2 separate regions of the Sus scrofa genome follow, and region 2 is linked to region 1. Evidence: chromatin contacts called from public HiChIP or PLAC-seq data. All regions are on one chromosome and are shown on one strand. Each heading gives the region's core, a stretch centred on a gene start, on an enhancer-like site or on the middle of the called end of the contact. The rest is flanking DNA. Distances are from core to core; before and after follow the strand shown.

Region 1 (5,672 bases), core at 1,537-4,036:
CCTCTGCTGAGAGAAATCACGAGAACAGAGCTGTGGGAGCCGCCCTGACATCTGCTGTTTTATAAACAAGAAAACAGATTGCATGTCTCCCTTAACACACCTCTTCATAGGGAAAAGGCGCAGGTGGCACAGGGCCACAAACCCTAGGCTCCTCTCTCTGCGCCCAAGGGCAAGGCTGGCCACCGAGTCAGGACTCACCGTCTGGCAGAAGACCACGTCACGGCGGTACTGCAGGCTCAGGAAGGTGGCGATGGTGGGCGCGCTGTCCTGCATGAGCAGGAAGACCATGGCCTTCTTGGCCTTGTCGCTCATCATGGCCACGCAGTCTGTGAGGGTGGTCAGCAGCGGGTACAGGGCCTCGCTCCACTCACCTGGCACGAGGAAGGGTCAGCTCAGAAGGAAGGGCCTGCAAGGCCCCCGGCCCCCACCCGCACTCCGCCCCTGCCTCCACCCCACTAGCCGGAAGCTTCTCAGCAAACTCAGCATCAGCCCAACCCAGGGTGTGGTGACGCCCGTCTGCTCTCCCCACCCCCTGGGACACAGTGGCACTTGTGACTAGTCCCGAGCAAAGTGATAGGCTTCTGGGAGTTAGGACTGAGCGAGGAAACATGCTGTCTGCAGAGGCCAGGCCTCTCCCATGACACCACCACTCCTGTGTGGGGCGAGACCTGTCCTCTTGCTCCTCTGGATCCAGCAGCAAGGAGCGCAGCTGGGCTTGGTCTGGGTCCAGGGAAGGGCCCGGCCCCGCAGCGTCCGCGTGTCCAGTCCTCGGCGTCCCCTCCTCCCCACCCCACCTTCCTGCCCCGTGCCATCTATTTCAAGCTGAAGTTTTTGGGTTTTGGAACATAAGGAAACTCTGACCCCATCGCAACAACTTTTTAAAAATAGAACCTAGGGGAAGAAAACACGGTGAAAGGCTTTTTTGGTTTTGGCTCTTTTCCCCCTTCCTATTGAGAAGACATTTAAAAGAGAAGATATGCCCCATCATTTTATTGTTACCAGCAAGGGGCACTGGGTCATTACCTCTGGCTGAGCGCCCCCAAAACCGGGGGCAGCAGCCCGTGCAGCATGCCCTCTGAGGGTAGGGCACTGCACACCCGGGCTGTCGCTCATCTCAGATAAACAGAAACTTGGAGAGAGAGAAGGGAGCCGTGGCTCTGCTCTCTCAACCCAGGTGCCTCACTCTTTGTTTAAAAAAGCTTTCCAAGGACCTCCCTGTATTCAGTGTTTGGTTAACGCAGATTTTCAAGTCTATGTAGCAACTCAAAATGTGGAAATGATCTAAGTGTATATGCAGGCTTGCTGTATGTGGACAAGGATTCAGATCTTTAATGGAAACAAGCAGGCTTAAATTTAGAAAGGTCTTTGAAAATAAATCATGGTGACAAAGAACCCTGGATGGAGGAGTGGAAAATGTGAGTCCCAGGCCCCAGCCACCACTGAGCCGTGCTGGGCCCTAGCTGCTCCCCAGCCATAGGGTCCTTCTCAGTCAAACAGGGTGGCTGTAACTGACCACACCCATGTCTCTTTCTTCCTCTAATATTCTCAGAGACCATGTTTTTGTCTCTTTGAAGGACTCGGTTGAACCCATGTCAATTATATTCAGCAAATAAAAAGGCCAATGACCATTAAGTTTTAGTAACTAAAAAGTTTGGGGAAAGGGAGGCAGTCCTTAAGAATACTCTTTACCTAAGAAGTACCTGCTCTTAGAGCAAAGCTGCCAATTTCACTTTGCTTTTCTACTTCACCTGAATATCTGTGTAATTTATAGGCAAACTGTGATCATTTAAACCTGCAAATGATCAGGGTATACAAGGAGACCTATCTGACTAAGCAAGCTCTCTATGCAAAAAATTTTTGACTTTGCCAATTTCTGTTTAGACAAAACCCATGTAAGAATGATTCAGTTTTGCTACCTAGAGGAAGGAAAAACCAACCAAACAAACAAACAAAAAATCCACTGGAAAAAACCATCATATTGGAAGAATGTTTAAAGGCACCAGAGAAGAGGTGCAACCCTGGGCCAGAGGGAACAGCTGGATGGCTGCAGGGTTCAATGAGAGCAGGAACCACCACGTCCACAATACCAGACAGTGCTTCCCTCCCTGATCGGTTTCTCATTTAATCTACAGAGACAAGGTTGTTAACGTGGGAAGAGAACGGGCTCAGTGTCTGTGCAGACACGCAAAAAGAAGTGCTGTTTGGGTGCATGTCTGACTATGTAGCGAGGAGTGGTTGGAGAGAGAACATTTTAGGTCAACATGAAGAAAAACCAAAATGTAAAACTTCCAAACAAAATAAACTTCAGTGACAGTGATGAGACGCTACCGGAAGTGAGTTAAGGACAGATGTCTGGGATGTTAAGGCTGGTGAAGGGAGAGGTTTACTCTGCCTCTTGCGTCAAGAACGTCTTCCTATTCAACCATGCTCCAATAAAATTAAAAAAATAAAAAAGTCTTGCTATTAAAAAAAAAAAAACGAAAAAAAAAAAAAAAAAAAACACAGTGATTAAGCAGTCTCCTCTGTGACACAGCTGGTTCCCCTTTGGGGTGAGCGCCTCGGCCAGCTGCTCTCCTGGAACATTCACTGGCTGGTAGCCATGCCAGGACCATGTACTTCAGATAACTTCTATCTGGGATTTTTTTTTTTTTTTTAACTATATTAACAGGAGAGAGAGGAAGGAAGTAGGGAGACAGAGGAAATGTGTGTGTCTTCACTCTGACTCAATACAGCTCTGTGGGAAGAGCTAAAGGAACTCTTGGCAGGGTCCATTTTCATCCATCTGACATCAACTGTGGACAAGCCACCAGAGCTGGAAATGGCCCAGCTGACAAAATGAGCAGAGTTACACAAGCCAGGCCCTGTCTGCGCATGGGCTGGGGACCCACCCGACTTCCCGCCAATTCTGCAAACTGCAGGACACCCAGGGCTGAGTGTGCCCCCACCCACTACGGGGCAGGCACGGGCGGCCCCCAGCCCTTCCCTTAACTGCCAGGGATGGTCCCTGATGTCCCTGCCATGGGCTCAGGGGAGATGGAGCAGGGTGCAGGCACTGGCCTGCTATGGAGGTAAGCTGATGGGGAACAGAGGAGGCAGACAACAAGGAGGAGGAGGCCCAGACCAGGAGAGGCACTGGAAGGGGAGGCACCAGCTAACTGCCTGTGCAGGGACCAGGCCTCAGAGATCCAGAAGGTCCAGCCCTGGAACTGGAGACCCGCTCAGGGCCAGACTGACTTCTAGGAAGAGAGAAACTGAGGCGCTGAAAGCAAACAGTGGGGTTTATGAGGTAGCAGATTGCCCAGCGATGAGCCAACTCCGAATGGGGCTCTGGGGTCAGCGCAGCAAGCCAAGCTGAGGTCACAGCTGCCGGGCAGAGTGTGGAAAATCACACAATTGCAGCTTACTGCACTCTAACTGTAAAGCAGGTATCCTGCTAAGTTAGATTTACATCCAGTCAAGAACATGTAATCCTCAGGCTGACTGGGTAGCTGCTTTTCTGGAGTTTAAGGGGAAAAAAAAAGGCAGCACTATATTTGGGGGGGTGTCTCATGCTCACCCTGGGAAAACCACAGGTCACATCCAGGGAATAAAATATGAATTAGAGCAGGGGTCGGCACATTTGTTCTGTAAAGGGCTAGACAGTACATCTTTTAGGCTTTGGAGGCCACGGGGTCTCTGTTGCAACACTGGCATTGCCTTGCAAAAGCAGCCATGGACGGATGTGAATGAATGGGCCTGACTCATTTCCAGGAAAAAGGTATTTACAGGAGCAGGCAGTGGATGGGATCTGGCCTGAGCTGAGCCATAAACGTTGATTTCTACATGCAAACGCAGCAGGAAGATGCCACGGTGAGTGTTAATGGCACCTGCAGCCCACGGCAGTGCCTGACAGGAATTCTAAGGCTGCAGCCAGACTCAGCGGAGCAGATGCGGTGTGATTCCAGAGTTGCAGTATCTGCAAGGGTGCAACTTTTTTGGTGACCCCTCCCCTTGTAACGCTTGCAAGTTCAGGGGAAACCATAGGAAGCCTCGTTTACAAACATGGACCTCTCCTAACAGGCCACCCTCTTTCCGAAGCCCAATGCGCTCACGGACACTAGTCGTCTGAGAAGGTTTTAGGATGGGAAAGTGAGAAAAGGCATGAGCCCCCATATGACTTCCAGCCTTGGCCCCCAGCCCGACTGGCCAGCCTCTCACCAAACCTAGCAAGAGTTGCTACATGAAGCAACTCCTAAAATATTTTCCTAACACTCAGAGTACAAGATCATCTTTGACAATTTGCTACAGACACAACCTGAGTATTAAAAAGGCATCTGCAGAAGCCTTGAACGGAAACCACGTACCTGGGCTGGCCTCTTCAGGAGGGGGACTGCAATCTGCACAGAAATGGAGGGTGACATGGATGATTAAGGAGCAGCACACAGTTCAAACACCAACAACTCAATGCTTAGTGCAACTGCAGCAGCAGCTGGCAGTAAGCTGGCCCGACTGACTGGAGAAGAGGTTGGGGCCAGCCTGCCTCTTCCCAAGAAGTCACACGACGGTGGCTGGGCTTCCTGGGGCTCACTGCCCAATTCACTGCCATAAACACTCATGTTGCTGATACGGCAACATAAAATGCTGACACGTCACAATGCGATAGAGCCCCACGTCCATCACACTGTATGTGCCAGAGCCCATGGTGGCTCATGACAGCTGGAAGCAAAACTTGCAGTGAGAGAGAATGACTAGTGAATGGAGTGTCCAGTTCAGAGCGCACTGCCCTGACTGCGGAACCTGGGCCAAAGGTCAACTGCTGAGATCCTAAAGGTTAGGATCCAGTCATGAAATCCATATACCAAACACATCCCTGCCAATCTTTCATGTGGAAAACAAATGCAGAACCTTTGGGATGGACAAAAGCCTAGAATCAGAATGTCCCTCCAGGTCCCTCGAAGAATCCCAAGTTTAATTCGCTTCACCTCTGCTGAGTCACTTTGGGAAGTACTCGTTTTAGTCTCCCTCCTTCTCTTAAAAATCCTACAATTTCTAGTTAACTGGGTGTGCCACCTCAAAGAAAAAGGTTTCGAAAGGGATCCCTGTGAGTAAACGTTTATTTTATGTCTCAAGTTTTATTTCATGTCTCAAGAAGAATGTGTTAGGGTATTGATATGGGTGGGTTTCAGGTCCCCAAGAATAGCCAGAACCAGCTGAATGAAGACTTTACAACCTGGATTGTCCGGAAGGGCAGTGGCAAGGGATCTTCTCTCTAATCGTCTTTGGCAATGACTTCTTAACTGGCCAAGGGGACAGAAATAGAGCAAAATGAAAGGCCTCTGTGAACAGAAGACTCCAGCTTCTACATCAGAGCTCAGATATCCTGAGATCATCTACTTAACAAAGAGGGGGACCACTATGGGGTGGCATGTGGCAGAGAAGTGACTCTTGAACATCTGTCTGGCTAAAATCACAATTACCCCAGGCCTTGGAAAAAATACAGATCTCTGCCTCACCATAACCCTTCCTCCAAGAGTCTCTATGAGGAGAAGGGTTGCAAAGCCTGTTTTCATGATCCGTGGTGATCCCTAACAGCTGGGCTGGGACCACGCCTGAGAAGGTATCCAGGGTTCAACCCTCTGGGTAAATTCATCTTTCAATCAAACGGGAGGGGGAGCGGTCTCCTCTGGTGGTCC
Region 2 (5,864 bases), core at 1,472-3,971, 130 kb after region 1:
CATGTTACCATAAAACTCCTAGAAGAGAACACAGGCAAAGCATTCTCTGTCATAAATTGTACTAATGTTTTCTTAGGTTAGTTTCCCAAGGCAATATGAATAAGAGAAAAATAAACAAATGAGACCAAATCAAACTTATAAGCTTTTGTACAGCAAAGGAAACCACAAATGAAATGAAGAGACAACCTTTGGACTGGGAGAAAATATTTGCAAATGATGCAACTGACAAAGGATTAATTTTCTTTCTTCTTCTTCTTCTTCTTCTTCTCCTTCTCCTTCTCCTTCTCCTTCTCCTTCCCCTTCCCCTTCCCCTTCCCCTTCCCCTTCCTCTTCCTCTTCCTCTTCTTCTTTTTGTCTCTTTAGGGCCACACTGGCAGCATATAGAGATTCCCAGGATAGGGGTCTAATTGGAGCTGTAGCCACTGGGCTACACCACAGCCACAGCAACATGGGATCCAAGCTGCATCTGCGACCTACACCACAGCTCACGGCAACCCTGGCTCCTTAACCCACTGAGCAAGGCCAGGGATCTAACCCGCAATCTCATGGTTCCTAGTTGGATTTGTTACCACTGAGTCACGACGGAACTCCCTAATTTTCAAAATATACAAACAGCTCATACAGTTCAATAACAAAAAGCAAACAACCCAATCAAAAAATGGATGGAAGATCTAAACAGACATGTCTCCAAAGAAGACATACAGGGAGCTCCTGCTATGGCGCAAAAGGGTTGGTGGCTTGGAAGCTCTAGGATGCAGGTTCGATCCCTGGTCCAACACAGTGGATTAAGGATCCACTGTTGCTATAGCTGTGGCTTAGGTCAGGAGTTCCTGGGCTAGGGATCAGATCTGAGCTGTCTGATCCCTGGCCCAGGAACTCCATATGCCACAAGACAGCCAAAAAAGAAAAAGAAAAAGGTACAAAAAAGACATACAGATGGCCAACAGGCACATGAAAAGATGCTCAATATCACTAATTATTAGAGAAATGCAAATCAAAACTACAATGAGATGTCACCTCACACTGATCAGAATAGCATATCAAAAAGTCTACAAATGGGGTTCCTGTTGTTGCTCAGTGGTTAGAAAACTTGACGAGCATCCATTAGGACACGGGTTCCATCCCTGGCCTTCCTCAGTGGGTTAAGGATATGGTGTTGCCATGAGCTGTGGTGTAGGTCGAAGACGCGGCTTGGATCCCATGTTGCTATGGCTGTGGTGTAGGCCAGTGGCTACAGCTCCAATTTAATCCCTAGCCTGGGAACCTCCATATGCTGTGGGTGGAGCCCTAAAAAGACAAAAAGACCAAAAAATAAAGTCTACAAAAAAAAAAATGCTGGAGAGGGTATAGAGAAAAGGAAACATTCTTATACTGTTGGTGGGAGTGTAAATTGGTGCAGCCACTATAGAAAACAGTATGGAGTTTCCTTAAAAAACTAAAAATAGAATGATTATATAATCCAGCAATCCCACTCCTGGACATATAGCCAGGCAAAGCTATAATTAATGAAAAGATATATGAACCCCAATGTTCATAGCAACACTATTGAAAATAGCCAAGACATGGAAACAATCTAGGCATCCATTGACAGATGAAGGGATAAAGATGATGTGGTATGTATATAACAATGGAATACTACTCAGCCATAAAAAGAGTCAAATGATGCCATTTGTATCAACATGGATGGATCTAGAGATTATCATAGTAAGTCAGACAGACAAATATAACTCATGTAGAATCTAAAAAAATTGATAAAGATGAACTTTTTTACAAAACAGAGATAAATAGACATAGGAAATTTATAGTTATCAAAAGGAAAGGGGGGAGGGAAAATTGGGAGTTTGGGATTAACAGATACACACTACTATATATAAAATAAATAAACCACAAGGTCCTACTGTATAGCACAGGAACTACACTCAATATCTTGTAATAAACCATAATGGAAAAGAATATGAAGAAGAATATATATAAATATTTGAGTCACTTTGCAGTATACCAGAACCTAATACAACGTTTTAAATCAACTATACTTCAGTTTTAAAAAGTCAAAAAATAAAATTATATGAAGCTAGTTATCCAATGCAAAAGAAAAATTTTGAATTGTTAATGAGTTGGGAACTTAAAATCACTAAGATAAAGTAATTTGCTATGAAACAGATTTTTTTCTCATGAAAATGAAATGCTTTGACAGTTTTAATGCTGGTATGTCCATTATCTCTTTTCTGTGGAAATGGTCACTGCATTTGTCAGTTTTTATTTCCTTTTCTTTTTCTTTTTTTTTTTAGGGCCGCACACGAGCCATATAGAAGTCCCAGGCTAGGGGTCTAATCAGAGTTATAGCTGTCAGCCTACACCACAGCCATAGCAACTAGGGATCTGAGCTGTGTCTACAACCTACACCACGGCTCACAGCAACGCCAGATCCCTGACCCACTAAGCAAGGCCAGGCATCGAACCCGCATCCTCATGGATACTAGTCTGATTCATTTCCACTATGCCACAAGGGGAACCCCTATCAGTTTTTCTTGTAGCATTATTAAGTCTTAAGGAGAAGCTACATTTTCTAATGACAAATGATATTGGCTAACTGATTTTGTATATAAATACATACAAAAGAACATAGAAATGAATTTAGTAAATCACTGCCACAAACATACTGCAACACTCTTACGGAAGTCAAAAATAACTGACCTCACATCTCTTGGTCATCTGGAAGGGAAGATACACATCTGCCTTTTCCAGATTAGACTCTACCTCCCCCTGTTGGAGAGTTGTCATACTATACTTATATTAGAACAAGACCCTTTACTGCCATCTGCTGGAAATCTTTCATAACAAATACAAAAATCCATGACGGTGACAATGCAAGATGCCTCCTTAGAAGGGACTCTTTTGGGCAGTGCACAACTAGATCAACCTTATGTGGCAGCCCTGAATTGTTACTAAATGCAAGCCAACTCCTTCCTCTGGTTCTCAGCCAAAGAGTGAGAAATCTGCTCCACTGAAGGCAATACTGGCCACTTTGACCAAACACAATTCCAGACAGTACAAAGAGGACAATTCAAGAGATTTCCTGATTAATTTTGACTCCGCTTGATTTTTTTTACTTACCCAGCCTTTATATAAAGGGTGAACCTGTTTTCTTGGCATGTTTAGTCATCAGTGGTGTTCCCGTGGCTGTGGTGTACGACAGCAGCTACAGCTCCAGTTCAACCCCTAGTCTGGGAATTTCCATATGCCATGGGTGTGGCCCTAAAAAGACAAAAAATAAAAAATAAAAAAAAGAATAAAAAAAAAGAATAATACACAGCCACTCTCATGTGCTATAAAATGACATAAACTTTTGGGCAAGCAACTTAAAGAAAGTAAATCAAAAGGCTTTTGAGGGAGTTCCCGTCGTGGCGCAGTGGTTAACGAATCCAACTAGGAACCATGAGGTTGTGGGTTCGATCCCTGCCCTTGCTCAGTGGGTTAATGATCCGGTTGCCGTGAGCTGTGGTATAGGTTGCAGACACGGCTCGGATCCCGCGTTGCTGTGGCTCTGGCGTAGGCTGGCAGCTGCGGCTCCAATTGGACCCCTAGCCTGGGAACCTCCATATGCCACGGGAGCGGCCCAAGAAATGGCAAAAAAAAAAAAAAAAAAAAGGCTTTTGAAAATTCCTACACTTTGACTCACTGACTCCACTTCCAGGAATTTGCCCTAAGGAGATTAACTCCATATTTACAGTCACCTGTGCTTGGTCCTTTGCTGGGTATATTGTGGTAGGCAGAAAATAAAACAAAACAGAAAACACCTGGATCTTTAACAGAATGGAATTTAATGTAGTATGTAATCAGATTAAATCTCAATAGATAAATGCACAAAGAGAATTAAAAATCATTCATGGAAGTTCCCGTGTGGTGCAGCGGGTTAAGGACCCAGCATTGCCTCAGATGTGGTAGAGGTAGCAACTGCGGAGGGTGTTTGATCCCTGGCCCAGGAAATTCTACATGCAATAGGCATGGCAAAAAAAAAAAAAAAAAAAGCCATTCACAAAATAAGAAATGAGTAGTGGAAAGGGGTGATTAAAGACTGACCATGCTCACCATTGGCAAGACTGGGGACTCTTTTAGACTCGGGTGGCATATGTATTGATAAAGCTGTTCTGGGGGAATTAGACAGAATGTATAAAAATGCTAAATGTGTGGGCCTCTTACTCAGAATGGTATGTTTTCTTGGTTTTGTAACCACATAGGACCCTATGGAGCCTTCCCAGAACCAGACCATCTACCCCCAAGTCCTCTGCTTGTCTTTCTTTTGTCCATAGAAAAACTTTAGTCAAAGAACAAACTGAATCAGATACATGAGAAAATGCAGAAAGAAAGGAAAACAATCAAGCAAAATGAAATAATAGTTTAGCCATCCAACAAAGTCAAAGACATTTAGTTCCTCCTCAAGGACTATAGACAATATTTGGAGCCATGTCCGAATATTGCAGATACTGAAGCCCCCACAAGGGGAATAGGTTAACTGTATGCTGCCCACAAGCACATAGACCCCAGACAGGTTGGAACCAGAAGGTGGATGATGCTAACTCTCAATGACCTCACTACCCACCAATCAAAGAATGTCCCTGAGCTGACCACACTCGCCTTCACCACTCTCCCTCACCCTGTCTTTAAAATTCTTTCCCTGAAAGCCTTTAGGGAGTTCAGGTCTTTGAAGTACCAGCTACCTGGACTCTTTGCCTGGCCCTGTAATAACTGCTCTTTCCTCCACAACAACCTGGTGTCTGTAGACTGTCTTTACTGCACATAGGCAAGCAGACCCAAGTTTGGGTCTATAATAGTTTTGTTACAGGCTTCAAGCCCTCTTCAAGGGCCATGTCTCATGGTAATGTCCCTTCCCCCACCTTGTCCAGCCTGGTCTTCTCACTCCCTGCTAGAGAAGGGATGTCGTCCATTCCTCATCCTGCCTCTATATAACCTGTTCCCTATGCAAATAAGGTGTCCTGCCCACGACCAATCAGAAGATCACATTGGCTCCAGTCCACACTTGGATAAAGCCATTGCAGAGTAGCCAGGCCTCTTTTTTTTTTTTTTTTCCTTTTGTGTTTTGTTGCATTCTGTCCCGCGGGTGAGGGTCCAATCAGAGCTGTACACCGGCCTACGCAGGCACAGAGCGGGATGAGCACCTAACCAAGCTACACGCAACCCATGAGCCAGGCCCTCTGTTTTTAAACTTTTGTAACACACCTGAGTCCTCTCTCTCCTTCTCTGAAAATGTGCTTTTGCTTTAATAAATTTGTAAAATGTCCACCGTTTCAACACTTTGTCACAGTGAGTCAGGGATGGAGGAAACTGTGCTGGTATCAGTTTAAGTAACATGTCTTCTGTGACTTACAGGGTTTGCCTTTTTACTTGCATTGTCTAGATGCCCAGAGCTGATTTGATGATCAACTTTTATTAATCATTTAAATCCTAGGACCCAAAATGCATCACTTCAATCTAAATACGTGGGGCATCTGACGAACTCAAATGGAGGGATGTTCTGCAAAATAATTGGCCTCAAAAATTGTCAAGGCTCTCATTCAGATTTAAAGGAGAAATCAAAACCTTCATAGATAAGCAAAAGTTGAGAGAATTCAGCAACACTAAACAAGCCTTACAACAAATACTAAAGGAACTTCTCTAGGCAGAAAAGATGGCAAGAGTAAACAAAAATTCCACAAATGACAAGGCTCACCAGTAAAGGTATAATACAGTAAAGATATGAAATCATCCATGCACAATTATACCACCAAAATCAGAAATCATGAGAACAGGCGGGTACAAATGCAGAACACTGGAGATGAACTTGCAATTAAGAGAACAACTTAAAA

Evidence for each region. HiChIP or PLAC-seq counts read pairs in DNA pulled down with a chosen protein or histone mark.
Region 2: a contact with region 1 is called in an H3K27ac HiChIP or PLAC-seq map of alveolar macrophages. The contact joins two enhancer-like sites. A contact is called at or near these places in 2 of 47 Hi-C or Micro-C datasets (embryonic fibroblasts and fetal skeletal muscle) and 1 of 2 datasets of contacts at active chromatin or transcription factors (alveolar macrophages).

Annotation. Positions count from the first base shown.
Region 1 is chr3:55,728,980-55,734,651 of Sscrofa11.1, forward strand. INPP4A (inositol polyphosphate-4-phosphatase type I A) reads right to left here. Exons shown (of 24, transcript NM_001143930.1): 16 at 4,344-4,376; 17 at 199-371. Among named protein-coding and RNA genes, the nearest start is that of INPP4A, 29 kb to the right of the region's middle. Within about 2 kb of position 2,787, at least 19 of the 83 cell types and tissues checked have an H3K27ac peak or open chromatin away from gene starts, as enhancers often do. A contact at or near this core is called in alveolar macrophages, where this site is marked.
Region 2 is chr3:55,857,855-55,863,718 of Sscrofa11.1, forward strand. No RefSeq gene overlaps it. Among named protein-coding and RNA genes, the nearest start is that of CNGA3, 76 kb to the right of the region's middle. Within about 2 kb of position 2,722, at least 3 of the 83 cell types and tissues checked have an H3K27ac peak or open chromatin away from gene starts, as enhancers often do. A contact at or near this core is called in alveolar macrophages, where this site is marked.